Linked DNA regions of Oryctolagus cuniculus: region 1 is linked to region 2. The links are chromatin contacts, called in public Micro-C maps. All regions are on one chromosome and are shown on one strand. The core of a region is the stretch at or near the end of the contact, and the rest is flanking DNA. Distances in the headings are between cores, read along the strand shown. Region 1 holds the start of IGFBP5 (insulin like growth factor binding protein 5). Region 2 has its middle 67 kb from the start of TNP1.

Region 1 (6,689 bases), core at 3,975-6,474, 100 kb before region 2:
AAAAGTCAAACTAAACAGAACCCTTCCCAGTTACCTCCTTGTCTCCCAATGGAACCCTGGTGCTGCCCTCTCGCCTCTGCCTCGGGGGTCCCTCGGTGCTCACTGTGCTCCTCCAGCTCTGGTTGCAGCCGGTCTGGAGTGTGCTGGTCCCTTTGCCAGAGGTTTGTTTTCCACACAATTAAATAATCTTCAAGTTTCTCAGGCATTACTCAGGTACAAAGGAAAAGCTTCAGACAGAGCCTACCCCCTTCCCTCTAGCTCCTCCCCCTTGCATGAAGGGACGGCGGCTTCTGCAGGGGTGCCTGCTCCCATGCCCTTTGCTGTAACCCTCACGCTGACCTCTGGCTCCCGGGTCAGTCTGGCCCTCCCTCTGCAGCTGTGGGCCCACCTGCCTGCTCAGCCCCGGCCCCAGCCCCAGCCCCAGGACTGACTCACAGCTGCTGCCCCTCAGGGGTTGCCTTCCAGTTGGGGGAGGGTTAGGGAGCCGAGAAAGGGGAAATGGACAGAAAAGGAGCTTGCACATGGCCAGCTACCCTTGTTCTTCCAGTCTGAGCTGACGCAGCAGAAAGAAGGGAAAGAAAAGTCGAGTTAATGCACCATCATCACTGGCCTTCCTAACTCCGTTTTGGTTGGCTACAAGCACAGCCAGTCTCTAAAAGACTTGTTTCAAAGGGAGGGAGTGTGAGTGGGAAAGCAATCTGGCTCCCTCAGTTTTCCATGATCGTGTTCAACCCAGACATAAATTTGGCCAATGAGCCTCAGTCTGGAACTTGCTTCAACATGGCATTTGGACCAGGCTCGCAGATGAACCCAGGGTGATGGGGGCCAAACCCCTCCAAGCGTCAAAGGCTGAATTCCTTTTATTTTAGGGAGGGCAGGTTTCCCTCCTGACTTCTTCCCTAGAGGCATACTTTCTGTCCCTCTTGGTCTCTTCTTTCTCACTGACAGAATGGAAACCCAGAACCCACTGTCCTCTCTGGCTCAAATTTGATGTCTCACCAGCCTGGGGCGGGTGAGTCTACCCGGTGCCGCCCATAAAAGCCACAAGGCCCCCCCACCCCCACCCCAACAACACCCAGTGCAGAGCCCAGGCCTTCCTCCTGTCACTGCAGCTCACTCATATTTATTGAATTTGGTCCAATAAATAACTCCAGGCTCTCGCCCCCTCCAGCCTCACACACACAACTCTCTGTTTCTATATCTATTTCTGCCCCTGAACTGGCTGAAGTAAAATGTAGAGCAGGCAGTGCCAGGCCAGCTCTGAGCACCCTTGCTCTGTGCCGACTCCCTCTACAGTCACCCAGCAACGCGCCCAGCAAAACACCAGGCCAACCCGCCTGCTGGTCTCCCTCCCCAAGTCCTGGCCGGCTGCCACCTTGCTCTCCTCCGCTCTCTGTCTCACTCCAGAAATGCACTTTTGGGGGTTATGTAATATAAACTATCTACAAATACATGATATAGATTTTGGTTAGGTGTGCTGTATAAATCACGTTATAGTCCATGCATATCATGTGTAATATACACATACTGGTATAAAGACCTCGAATCTGCACAGTGTATATTTAATGTATCCTAAACATTCCACTGCTCGGTTTTGGGTGGGAGGGCAGAGGGAGTTGGAGAGCAGGAATCTTGGCTAAAGGACCAAAGGGCATGCTTCCTCTGTCCATTTCCCTCTCTTTAAGAGCTGTCTCCTCCAACTTTTGGGGGACCCACCCAACAACAGCCCTGCAGCAGAATCCTGGAGCGCCCCCTCCTACTCGGCCCTGGCCGCGGGGAGCGCAGCCAACCCGCAACTGCTGCTCGCCAGGCACCTGCCTTGGGCAGGGTGGGGACTTTGAGAAGGGCTGGGGAGGGGGTGGGGAAGGGGAGGGTGCACCTGAATGGGAGTAGAGAATTCTAAAGAGGACCCTCCTAGGGACGAGAGTCGTGCGTTCTCGCGCGTGCGCCCCCAGTGGGTTAGACTGGGACATTGGATGCGTCCACTCTCCCAGTAACTGCGCGCGCGCCTGCGCCCTCAGCACACACCTTCCACACCAGCCACTGGATTGGGCAAACAGAAGCAGGGCCAAGATGCGGCTGAATGATATCTTGCATATTTTCGACGTGACTGGAGCCAGCGCGCTCCCTTCCAAGCCAGGAAATCAATTCATACCTCCCCCACCCTCCCCAGCGCTGAGCCTTTCCAAATCCACATTCCCCCAGCTGAAGGCGGGTGGGGCTGCCTTTGAAAAGTGGATCTTAATAAAAATAACCCCGCAAACCGACCTCTGGTGCTTCCAGTGTCTGCAGTCCCACCTCCCTCCCTCTGTTTTTTTTTTTTTTTTTTTAATATCATCTTGCAATCCGGAGAACGATTGCCTTTTGCGAAGTTGGAGTGCTGGCGCCAGCCATGGGCAACACCTGTAGGGTTTGCGGGCATTGGGACCGAACCCAGGAAAGCTCTCTTGCCTCTTGGCAAGCGCGGAGACTCTGCTCTCCTACAAGACAGCCTCTGTAGTCTGCACTTAAGAAAATTCGTGTTGGGGTGCTTGTGAGTGAAGGAAGGGGAGATGGGCATGTTCCCAGGAAGAAACTACACTAAATAAGCATACTGAACCAATTTTAACTAACCACTTTTGGAGATAACCAGTAACCAAGTTAACATCTCAGAACCCATACTTCTGTGTACAGTTTATTAAACTTTTTTTTTTTTATTTTAGACTTGGTGATTTTCTATAAAGAAACACAGCCCAAGGAGGAGAACTGTTCTGATTGAACAAGTAGCTTTGTCAATCATTTAAGCCCTAAATGCCTGGCGCAGATAACATGGGGGCGGGGCCACCGGGGGCGGGGCCACCGGGGCGGGGCCAGCAAGGGGTGGCCTGGTGCGTGGCCTTTTCTGTCTCCTCCCCCTGAATTTTGTATTCGTAGTTTCCAAGGCCCCTGAAGCGCTCACGCCACACCCCCTTATGATCTGGTTTGAGGGATGGGGGGAGGTGGAGGGTGGGGAATGGAGGGGGGGGGTGGAGGGTGGGAGGTGGGGCAGGATGAGGGGTCGGCGTAGGCTTGGAGATCGCCAACTCTGCATCTCACTCCCACCTTGCCTCGGAGCCTGACGCTCACCTTTCATCCAAGGTAACCTCTGAGCTGGGGAGGGGAAGGAACTGGATCCAGACACAAATACCCCGAACACAACACCAAACCCTTCTGCACGCCCCTCCCTCCAGCCGCAACCCCACCCCAGTGCTCCTAAAACATTCTTTCCCTTGCTGGAAGGAAAAAAAAAATGCATTTTGCAATGTAATATATTTTACCATTTACCACGATCAATCATACCAAGTCAAAAGCAGTGGGTGTGCAAGTGGGAGGGGCACGAGGGCCCCCCCCCAAGACCTTGCTGACCAGTGAAGTGGTGTGCGTGTCTGTGTGCGCGCGTGTCTGTGTGCGTGTCTCTGTGTGTGCGTGCCTGTGCGCGCGCGCGCGCGCGCGCGTCTGCGTATGTAAAGGTTGTCCAGCGGCGCTGGAGTAGGGGACGAGGGGCGGGGTGGGGAGGCGGGAGAGGAGCTGGGAGGCACAAAGGTGGAATTAGCTCAGAAGATGGGAAGCGCCTCTCCAGGTCCGAATTTAAACAGTATTTTCACAAGAGATCCCCCCCACCCCAATTCAGGGTAAAAAAAAAAAAAAAAAAAAAAAAAAAAAAAAAAAAAAAAAAAAAAAACGTGGAAGGGGAGTGTGTGGGGAGGGAGTCGATAATGTAACAGGCATCCTTTCCGACTGCAGATTGGGGTTTAGACTTTGAGATCAGAGCTAGTGGTCGGAAGTGGGGGTGGGGGCAGGGGTCGCGTGGGACCCCAGCAAGTGGCAAGAGAAGGAGCGAAATCTGGGAGCTGCTCACTGGACAGCAGCTTAGGGCGGCAGTACTGGCCAAGGTTCCAATCCCCAGGTACAGTGACCCTCCTCGGCTCCTCCCGGACTGCACCCCAGCCCGAGGCCACTTGCTGCGCGAAGCGTGCGGGCCCAGCGCGTCCCGAGTCCCCCGCCCTGCGCCGCGCAGCTGACTGGCACCCCGAGCGCGCTCACCGATCTTGACTTGCTCGCGGTAGCTCTTTTCGTTGAGGCAAACCCCGCGGCCGTGCAGCAGGGCGTGCAGCGGCTTCTCCTCGTCTTGCCGCGGGAGGCAGCGCAGTCCCTGTGCGCAGCGCTCAGTGTAGACGCCGCAAGACTGCCCCTCGGCCAGGGCGCAAGTCATGCAGCAGCCGCAGCCCGGCTCCTTCACCAGCTCGCAGCCCAGGGGGCTCGGGGGGCACATGGACAGGGCTTTCTCGTCGCAGGGCTCGCAGTGCACGAAGGAGCCCAGGCCCTGGGCCGGCCCAGCGCAGGCGGCCAGGAGCAAGAGGACCGCGGTGAGCACCATCTTCGAGTCTCTCGCTTTCCCTCGGGGCGGGGCAGGAGAGCGAGAGTGCAGGGAGTTAAGGGGGCCAAGAGGGAGCCCGGAGATTTTTTCTTTTAAGTCTGGCAGGTAGAGCAGGTGCCTTCTCCAGACACTTGCAAAATGTAGCGGGGGGTGGAGGGTTGAGGCGGCTGCAAGCGAGTCCCGGTTGCAGGGATTAAAGGCGTGCAACAGGTTTGGAGGGTGGGAGGGGGAGAGCCTCGCCAGGTGCACTCAGGGTGGGCGGAGGGTGGAAAAAGCCCGGAGCCCGAGCGGGTCAGAGCTGTAGGGGAGGTGGGCGGGAGCCACAAAATCGCTAACCCCAAAGCAACCTCCGAAATAATGAGTTCGAAGGCTGTGCAGAAGGGGTTATTCGGGGGGGGGGGTGAGGAGGAGAAAAATGGATTGGTCTTAAAAATTTTTTTTTTGCTTAAAATTTAAAATACACCCCCAGTCCTTTCTAACCTCCAGCTGCGGCGGCGCGCGGCTGCAGCGGAACAGGTAAGAGGAGCTGGCGGCAGCCGAGAGGGTGGGAGAAAATCAAGAAACTAGGCAAAGAAGCAAAAAAAAAAAAAAGAAAAAGAAAAAGAAAAGAAAAATAAATCTAAACCCTAGCACCTCTTTTCTCCCACTCTGTCACCACCTCTTCGAAATTCGCAGGTTCTGCGTGCAGTAGGAGAAGGGTGCAAACGGAGGAGGGCTAATTAAAAGGAGGAAAAAAAAGGGAAGAAAAAGGAAAAAAAAAAAAAAAGGAAAAAGCCCACACCGCTTCGTAGCTCTTTCCTGGCAGAAGTTTCCAAAGAGACTACGGGCTCTGGTGGAGCCGGCGCTTTTAAATAGCCGGCCCCTGGCTGGCAGCCAGTTTGTAGCTGCAATTTGAGCTCCCAACACCCAACCCGGGAGAGGATGCCAAGGAGCTTTGCAGCGCAAACTCACACGGGGTGGGGGTGGGGAGAGGCCTTCGAGACACGCGGGGGCTCCCCTCCGCTCCCTGGACAGCGGCCCCCTCCCCCCGGAATGTAAGAGAGGGGCTTGGGGGGACTGGCTGGGGCTGCAGAGGGCGTGGAGGAGGTGGAGGGGCCAGTGGAAGCCGCAGTTCTTCGGCGGAGCAGGGCGAACACAATGAGAGTGACTCGGTCCCCTCCCTCTTGTCCCCTTAACCGGCCTGGGCGCAGGCTGGAGGCAGAAGCCCTTTTCTTATGAACCCACTGGATGTATACGGTGCCCAATAAATGCTTCCCAAGCTCTGTACAAGGACTTTATGCTGGTGCCTGAGTTACCATGAAAGGTGTGTGTGTGTGTGTGTGTGTGTGTGTGTGTGTTTGGGGACGGGTAGTGTAGGCTGGCCAGGCATGGATGGTGAGCTGAGCTAAAGAGAGGCAAAAAAGAAGAAAAACTGGATTTTCCTCCACCAGAGTCTGAAGAAGGGGATTTGGTGCAGGGGCATTTGTGTGGCTGGGGGCTAGGGCTGGACTGTCTTTAGTCAGAGGCAAGAAGTAGCCACCTGCCTTCAGCCGCAGGGCTGGCCCTGGAAGCTGGGGGAATGTGTGTGTGTGTGGGGGGGTGAGTGTTGCACAGTCTTGTAGGAAGGGACATTCTCACAACAGCATTGTCGGGAGCCCTGAGTGGCAGAACTGACACTTGCTGGAAGAAACCCTGTGACAACTGAAGAACTTGCTGTGTGTTTGTGTGTGGGTTTTCAGAGGGAAGGGGAGCCAGCAGGTGTGGCCCTGGTCCTCTATTTCTCCTGGGCAGCCATGTGACAGAGCAGGACACCTTCTTATAAGAGTGAGGGGTGCCGGCAGGCACATTCCAGAGAGGGGGTTCCTACCAGAGCCCTCACCATGACGTTTAAAACCTCAGTCTATTCTAACACTCTGGGACCGCTGTTTCCTTAGTAAAATGAAAGAAAGCTGGAGTCTTGAAAGAAGGCAGGTGTTCTGTTTAGCTTTTCCTAAAGTCTCTGTGGGTGGGTTATGGGGTTCACAGGCAGGCCAGGGAGAGAGGACCAAGGTCACCATCCCTTTGGGGGAGACCTCGGGGCGAGGCTCTTTACACAGCCCTGGCTCCCTTGAGATGGGCTCTAACTTTGCTTTGGAGAAGGGGCTGTTGCATTTCACAAAGTTTGCCACTAGACTGCACCCTTATCTATGATAAGAATTCTTCCTGGCCGGCTGCCTTGAAGAAAATATTTCTCTTGCTAGTTCGGTTCAGGAGAATCTCGCCTGGTGCTGTTAACACCCCCCAGATCCCGATCTTTTTCTCACTTATCTATTTG
Region 2 (6,770 bases), core at 3,730-6,229:
GCCTGTTGTGACCATTTGGGGAGTGAACCAGCAGATGGAAGATCTCTCTCTGTCTCTCCTACTCTCTCTTTGTAACTCTGACTTTCAAATAAATAAATGCATATTTTATAAAAAAGATAAAATGTTTAGTCTCTTTTTCTGGCCACTATCCAGTCTGCAAAAGATGCTGGACACCACCTGCAACTGTAAGAATCTGGTCAAGGTCAGGCTGAGGATGGCAGGGCAGAAAGTGAACTTGGGTCTTTGGAGACCTAGTGGAGCCGCTGACTTCACCAACTCTGGAGCCTCCCTCCCTGGCATATTTTACTTATGAGAATTGACCTTATTGTATTGTTTGTGAATGTTAGTCCAAGTCTGGTCCCTGGAAGAGGAGTACTAGCAACATCTAGGAACTTGCGAGGAAGGCATATTCTTGGGCGTCACCCAGAACTACTGAATCAGAAACTCAGGGGCAGAGTGGAGGAGGAGAGGGAGTTTCCAGCCGTTCAGGTTTCTGTGAGCTGCCAGGTGGTTCTGCTGCAAGCTAAACTTTGAAAGCCACCATTATATCAGGTTTAGAGCCAGGTTTGTTTCTGTGTGCTCTGGAATATTCAGAAAGGGCCTGGAAAGGACCAGACTCATTGCAGTCCCACCTGAGACTGAGTGTAGGCTGAAGCTACACGCCAAGATGTCTAACCTCTCTGCTGTGACACTGCTCCTGGGGGCTCCCCTCTGCCCACAGAATGCTCTTCTCATCCCCTGCACCCTCGTCATCTAGAACTCTACTCCGCTTGTGGTGCTTTGGGCCTGCATGGTGAACTGTCATGGATCTCTCCCTGATACCTTTAACCTTGAGATGCCTGTGCTGGGGGGATGTTGGGGTACAGCAGATTAAGCTGCCACTTGGGATGCCCACATCTTCTATGGGAGTAACCATCTGAGTTTTGGCTGTTTTGTGCTTCTGAACCAGTTCCCTGTTAATACAAATCTTAGGAAGAAGTAGATGATGGTTCGAGTATTTGGGCCCCTGCCACTCATGTGGGAGATCTGGATGGAGTTCTTGGCTCCTGACTTCAGCCTGGCCCATACCTGGGTGTTGTGGGCATTTGGTGAATGAACCAATGGATGGAAGATCTCTCCCTCTTCTCTCTCTTTCTTTTCTCCCTTCCTCCTCCCTCCCTCCTTCTCTGACACTCTGCCTTTCAAACAAAGAGTAAATAGATAAATCTTTGAAAAACAAAAAGATGCCTGTGTCAGTCAGAATCCTGGCAGGAAACAGACTTCACACTTACACAGAGAAATCAGAAGAGAATTCCACACAGGGAGTATTTACAAAGGTGTACACAGAATAAAGGGGACTTTGTGAGAATTAGTGCATAATCCAAGGGCTGGTAATAGCATCTCCACTCATAGGCCTGCAAAGGCAAGGGGAGAGAGAGAGAGTGAGAGAGAAAGGGAGAGAGAGAGAGAGGAAGGGAGAGAAAGAGAGAGAGAGAGAGAGAGAGAGAGAGAGAGAGAGAGAGAGAGAAAGGGAGAGAAATTTCTCAGACACAGAAAGGGTAGCTGCAATGGATGGTCAAGTTCTCCCTTCCAAAGATTGGCCCACATTGGAATCCCTGGAACCTGGGAATGTAATCTTATTTGGAACAAGGGTCTTTATTGGTCTCATTAAGGATCTTAAGGTGAAAAGATCATCTGGAGTGATCCAGGAGGGCCCTAAATTTGATGACAACTGTCCTGGTAAGAGGAAGCAGATGAGAGTTGAGGCAGACAGACAGAATAAGAGACACAGGGAACAATAGGAGGCAGTATGACCACAGAGGCAGGGACTGGAGAGATGAGGCCACAAGTGAAGGTGTGTGGAATGCCACTGGGAGCCATAAGAGGAAAAGAATGAACTCTCCCTGACAGCTTGCAGAGGAATCATGGCCCTACCGACACCTTGATTCCAGAGTTCTGGCCTCTCAGATCCATGAGCAGACAGATTTATGCTGTTTTAAAGCCACCTCTTTGCACTCATTTGTTACAGCAGCCACATAAAACTCATACAGAATCTCTATGGGCAGGACCAGGTGACAGGTGCTGTAACTGTCTGCAGAGAAACCCAGGAAACCTGGGACAGTGCATCAAGGAGGGTGCTGGGAAAATCAATTTGCAAACTTTACTTTGTCAGACTCTTTGATCTCCTGATGGAAGGTGGCTCCTATTGGCCAAATCAAATAACGTCAAAGACGATGGATGTGGCTCAGAGCAGGAGCAGGAATGGAAGTTCAAGGGGAAGCTATCCAGCATGCACTCTGTTGCAGAAAAAAGCACATCCGAACGGTAACAATCGAGCAGACCTGGAAGGACGAGGTACAAACATTTGCCTGAGACATCTGTGGCAAGAACTAGTGCTTCCCAAAGTCGAGTTGAAAAAAAATAATTTTATTTGGAGAAGCCAGTGGGAGAGGTGAAAACTCAGCACTGTTGAGCAGAGGGGGAAAGATGGTTTGATGATCTGGGGCTAGAGGAGTTGTACCTTGTATACGGCTTGGAAGATAAAGGTGATGGCGGGGTGGTGGGATAGGCGTGGAAAGGTGTGTGAGTGGTTTGTGCTGAAGACAGGCAGGGAAACTGGGTGGGGAGAGGGAGGAATTGGAGAACTGTTACATAACGTTATGTAGGACTTTGACAGTCTCGCAAACTTCTGGTATTGTAATTCAGTCAACGGTAAGGTCACCGCTGCCCCTTGTAGGGCCCTACCCATCCCTTCTACTAACAGGTAGGACAGCCTCATGAGATGTAGTCTTCAAGCATTCCCAGAGACAGGGCAAAGCATTGGGGTCAGCTTTGTGTCATTTGGATGAGAAGGGGCAGGGCTTAGAGGATGCATGTTAGACAGGATGATTTTGGGGCCACACACCTTGAATTCAGTCCTGGGGTCACTGCCTTAGATGTCAGTTGCTAGATGGAGCCTGGGGTTGGAGTTGGACTCAGAGCCATCACAGCTACGGCCCTCATGGTCCCAGGCAATACATTTTGTTTACTTTGCACCTCTCTTGGTAGAGTGGGAAGAGAGAATTTGGAGACCTTGGAGAGACTTTGCAAAGAACAGATAGTGGTAAATAACCCAAGGTGAATAAATACATAATCAACAATTCACCAGGTTACACAAATTTACCTCATTGAATGCATGAAAGAAAAAAGAGAAAGTGAAGGAGGTAGAAGATACAGAAACCATGCAAGTGTGGCTTCGTGAGGGAGTAAAGATATTAGCATTTATCTGTAGGACGCAAATGCTTGCTGCCCCTGCCTTGTCCGCTGACTTGTATGTCTTTTCTCTTTCCCAGGTTATGCAAGAGGAGGGGCCATGCCTCCATGGTTCGCTCACTATGACTCGTGAGGGTCTGCTCTATGTGGTGGCTCTATTCTCAGCACCTCTCTGACTACACTGTGAGACACAGCACCAACAGCACCAACCCAAGCCCAGTGCTCCCGGTGCAGTCACTTGCCAAATGCACCTGAGCCAGAGTGGTGCACTACTGATTGCTGGAGGGGCCCTTCAGACGGAGGAGTGATCCTTGTGTGTGGCAAGTTTTGCAGTGAGCAGAAGTGGTTCCCCAAGTGTATAGCGGACCAGGAGGTTCACGGCAGCATGCATATGAAATATGTGTGTGAGTGTGTGTGTGTGTGTGTGTGTAGTATGTGTGTGAGTGTGTGAGTATGTGTGTGAGTGTGACAGTACTTGTGAGTGTGTGTGAAACTGTGAGTGTGTGTGTCTGTAAGTATGTGAGCGTGTGAGTGAAAGTGTGTGAGTGTGTGTGTGGAGTATGTGTGTGAGTGTAAGTGTGAGAGTGTGTATATTTGTGAGTGAGAGTATGTGTGAGTGTGAGTGTAAGTGAAAGTGTATGAGTGTGTGTGTGACTGTAAGTATGTGAAAGTGTGAATGTAAGTTGTGTGTGTGTAGTATGTGGAAGAGTTTGAGTGTGTGTGTATGTGACTGTATGTGAGAGTGTGAGTGTAAGTGTGTGAGTGTAAGAGTATGTGAGTGTGTGTATGTGTGTGAGTGTGAGAGTATGTGTGAGTGTGTGTATGTGTGTGTATGACTGTAAGTATGTGAGAGTATGAGTGTGTGTGTATGACTAAGTATGTGAGAGTGTGAGTGTAAGTGTGTGAGAGTGTGTGTGAGTGTGAGAGTATGTGAGTGTGAGTGTGTGCAAAAGTGTGTGTGACTGTTGATATGTGAGAGTATTAGTGAAAGTGTGTGTATGTGGAGTATGTGAGTATGAGTGTGTGTATGTGTGTGAGTATGAGTATGAGTGAGTGTGAGTGTAAGTGAAAGTGTGTGTGTACGTGTGTGTGACTGTAAGTATGTGAAAGTGTGAATATAAGTGTGTGTGTGTGTTACCTGTGTGTCTACCTGCAATATTGTTTCAAAGCAGTTGGAGATACTTCCAGGCAGGAGGTGGGGTCCTGGCTTGGCCATGAGGGAATGTACACATGGGTGAGTGACAGCAGATTCAGCGCCTCTGGGGGCCTGTCACCTGCAGGACTCATTTATAGAGGAGGCCAGGTGCTTGGAGTGTCCCCAACGCAGTACAGAGTGCACTGTCATGAGTTTGAAAAAGTATTCCTGCGAGAGATATAAATAAAGACTCTAAGCCTGAAGCCAGGGATTTAGAAAGCCATCGTTAAACACAGGATAATTTATAGTCGCTGCTGTCCCTTCCCGTGGATGACTCAGCTCTCCTAGCCCAAGTAGGCCAGCCTGCTCCAGTAACTTTGGGTTTGGCAGAAGGGTGGGGTTGAAGCCGGCCTCTGAGAGCTCAGTGATCTAACCACTCAGCTACCAGACTTGCTCCTGCTGCACTCCCATCCTGTGTTTCCTCTGAGCAAACTCCAGTCATGGCACAGAGGAACAGATCCTGAAAGCCAAGAACCTGCGGACCCAGGTATACCCAGGGCTCTGACTGTTGGAAGCCGCTTTAACTGGTTTCCATACACTGTTGGGCTCATGATAGATTCTGCTACCCACAGAAGGGCAGTGCAGGCCCCACGTGGCTCAGACATCCTGCCCACCACTCCCCAGCCCATTTCCAGCCATTGTACCTTGCGCTTGGGAGGCAGCAAGCTCAGGACTAAGACTTCCTCTCAAGCCAGAGAGTTTTACTTAGTATCAAAGACTCTTGAATCCACCAGGAAGAACAGAAGTGAGAGTACTTTTTCCCCTTTTATTTAAAAAAAATCACCCAAGTCAAGTGACCAAAAATGGCTGAGAAGAGGGGGAGATAGTGAATTGCTTAAACTCTGTGGTATATTTATGGCAGGAGGCAGTCAGCAGGAACTGGGCTAGATATTTTTTTTTAATTCTCTCTCCAGCTCCCCACCCCCACATGCCTGTCTTCTTACGTTATATTTTTAGCAGGCTCTTTGGCCAACCATGTCTAAAGAGACAGATACAAGTACAGAGCGTGCATATCAAAACCAAAGGATGCTTCTTTTTCCCTTCAAAACCTTCCAGGAGTGTGGAAAGGACTGGAAGTTCTTGAAGGTCTTTTTTGCCACCTGCCTCACCCCAACTTGGATCTCAGGAGCATTTTTATGCCAAGGCTCATCTGCCTGACTCTCCAAGTGCAGGAAAAACAATCATCATTCAGGGCTATTTTAAAAATAGTTAAGCTGTTTGATTAAATTGCTAACAGCCCTGAATCAATTTTTCTCTGTTTTGGCAGAAGAATTTGTACAACTGACCTAATTTTAACATACAGCCCAGCAGAGAATAAGTATGCGGGAATTATTGACTAGATGAGCATTTTCTTAAATCCATCATGAAGTATCCTCATTCAACATGCAGTTAGTAAGCTGGTGTGTGTGTGTGTGTGTGTGTGTGTGTGTGTGTTCTGCAACAACATTCTATTTCCTGTGACCCATATTCTGGGCACACATAGTTATCAACTGATGCTCTGAATGATCCCTGGAAAGTAAGTTTCAAATCAATCAAGTTAAAGCACACACATACCCCACACTCCAAACTGACTTTGTAAATGATGGAGAGTATCTTGGTAGCAACACAACTGAAGCCACAGCGTTTAGGCCTGGTCTTGTCTGACCTTGCTGAAAGTGCATGGTGCCTACTCTAGACCTTGACGCTCAGTCTTCTGAAGTTTTCCTCTGTTCTTTGACCTTACTGTTGGAGGTGGTCTCCTCTCTCACCAATTCCTAAAGGCCCTCTGCTCCCTTGATCACCTCTGTCTTTGAATTCTCAAAATAAGAAAGGTTGCAGTTCATTTATTGGATCGACCAATGCAGGTAGGTAGAGACCCCTGTATTTGATAGAAAGGAAATAGGCTAGCAGGGAGAGGGAAAAGGCTCCCAGGCTTATACAAACAGTGAACAGTCACAGCTTAGTGACCTATCTGATCCACACTTGTCTTATAATTATTAAGTAAGGACTGAAGATAAAATTCCACAAGCCTGCCAATGAGGAACCTTGATGTGGCATTGAGGCTGAGTTGAGCCTTTGGGTAGCTAGTCACTCTGGATTGATACTCTTTGGTTCAGCTTCCAGTAATTTACTGCACTTGGGTTATGTATACTGTATTAGGAGTTGACAGACCTGGCTGGACCTCCCAGATGTGATTTGGTTTCTGAAATTCTCAGCCACCAGGCAGAAGAATCCCAGCCGGCCACCCTTTGTTCTGAAGGATATCGGGAGGCTCTTTGGGAAGAAGTCTAGCCTTGGAATTCTGATTTCTCTTCCAGTGTGAGATAGGGCCCTTTTGTTGGGCTGCAAAGTCAACTCTGAAGGC

The links. A called contact is a pair of places that touch in the nucleus more often than the background predicts.
Region 1: a Micro-C map of ear pinna shows a contact between it and region 2, with 2.7 times the contacts expected there. The contact joins the promoter of IGFBP5 here to the enhancer-like site in region 2. A contact is called at or near these places in 2 of 6 Hi-C or Micro-C datasets (ear pinna and an unstated tissue).

What each region holds. Positions count from the first base shown.
Region 1 is chr3:22,600,205-22,606,893 of mOryCun1.1, reverse strand. It overlaps IGFBP5 (insulin like growth factor binding protein 5), which reads right to left and starts at 5,224. Exons shown (of 4, transcript XM_002712468.4): 1 at 4,063-5,224. The coding sequence starts at 4,396.
Region 2 is chr3:22,498,075-22,504,844 of mOryCun1.1, reverse strand. No RefSeq gene overlaps it. Among named protein-coding and RNA genes, the nearest start is that of TNP1, 67 kb to the right of the region's middle. Within about 2 kb of position 4,979, at least 4 of the 8 cell types and tissues checked have an H3K27ac peak or open chromatin away from gene starts, as enhancers often do. A contact at or near this core is called in ear pinna, where this site is marked.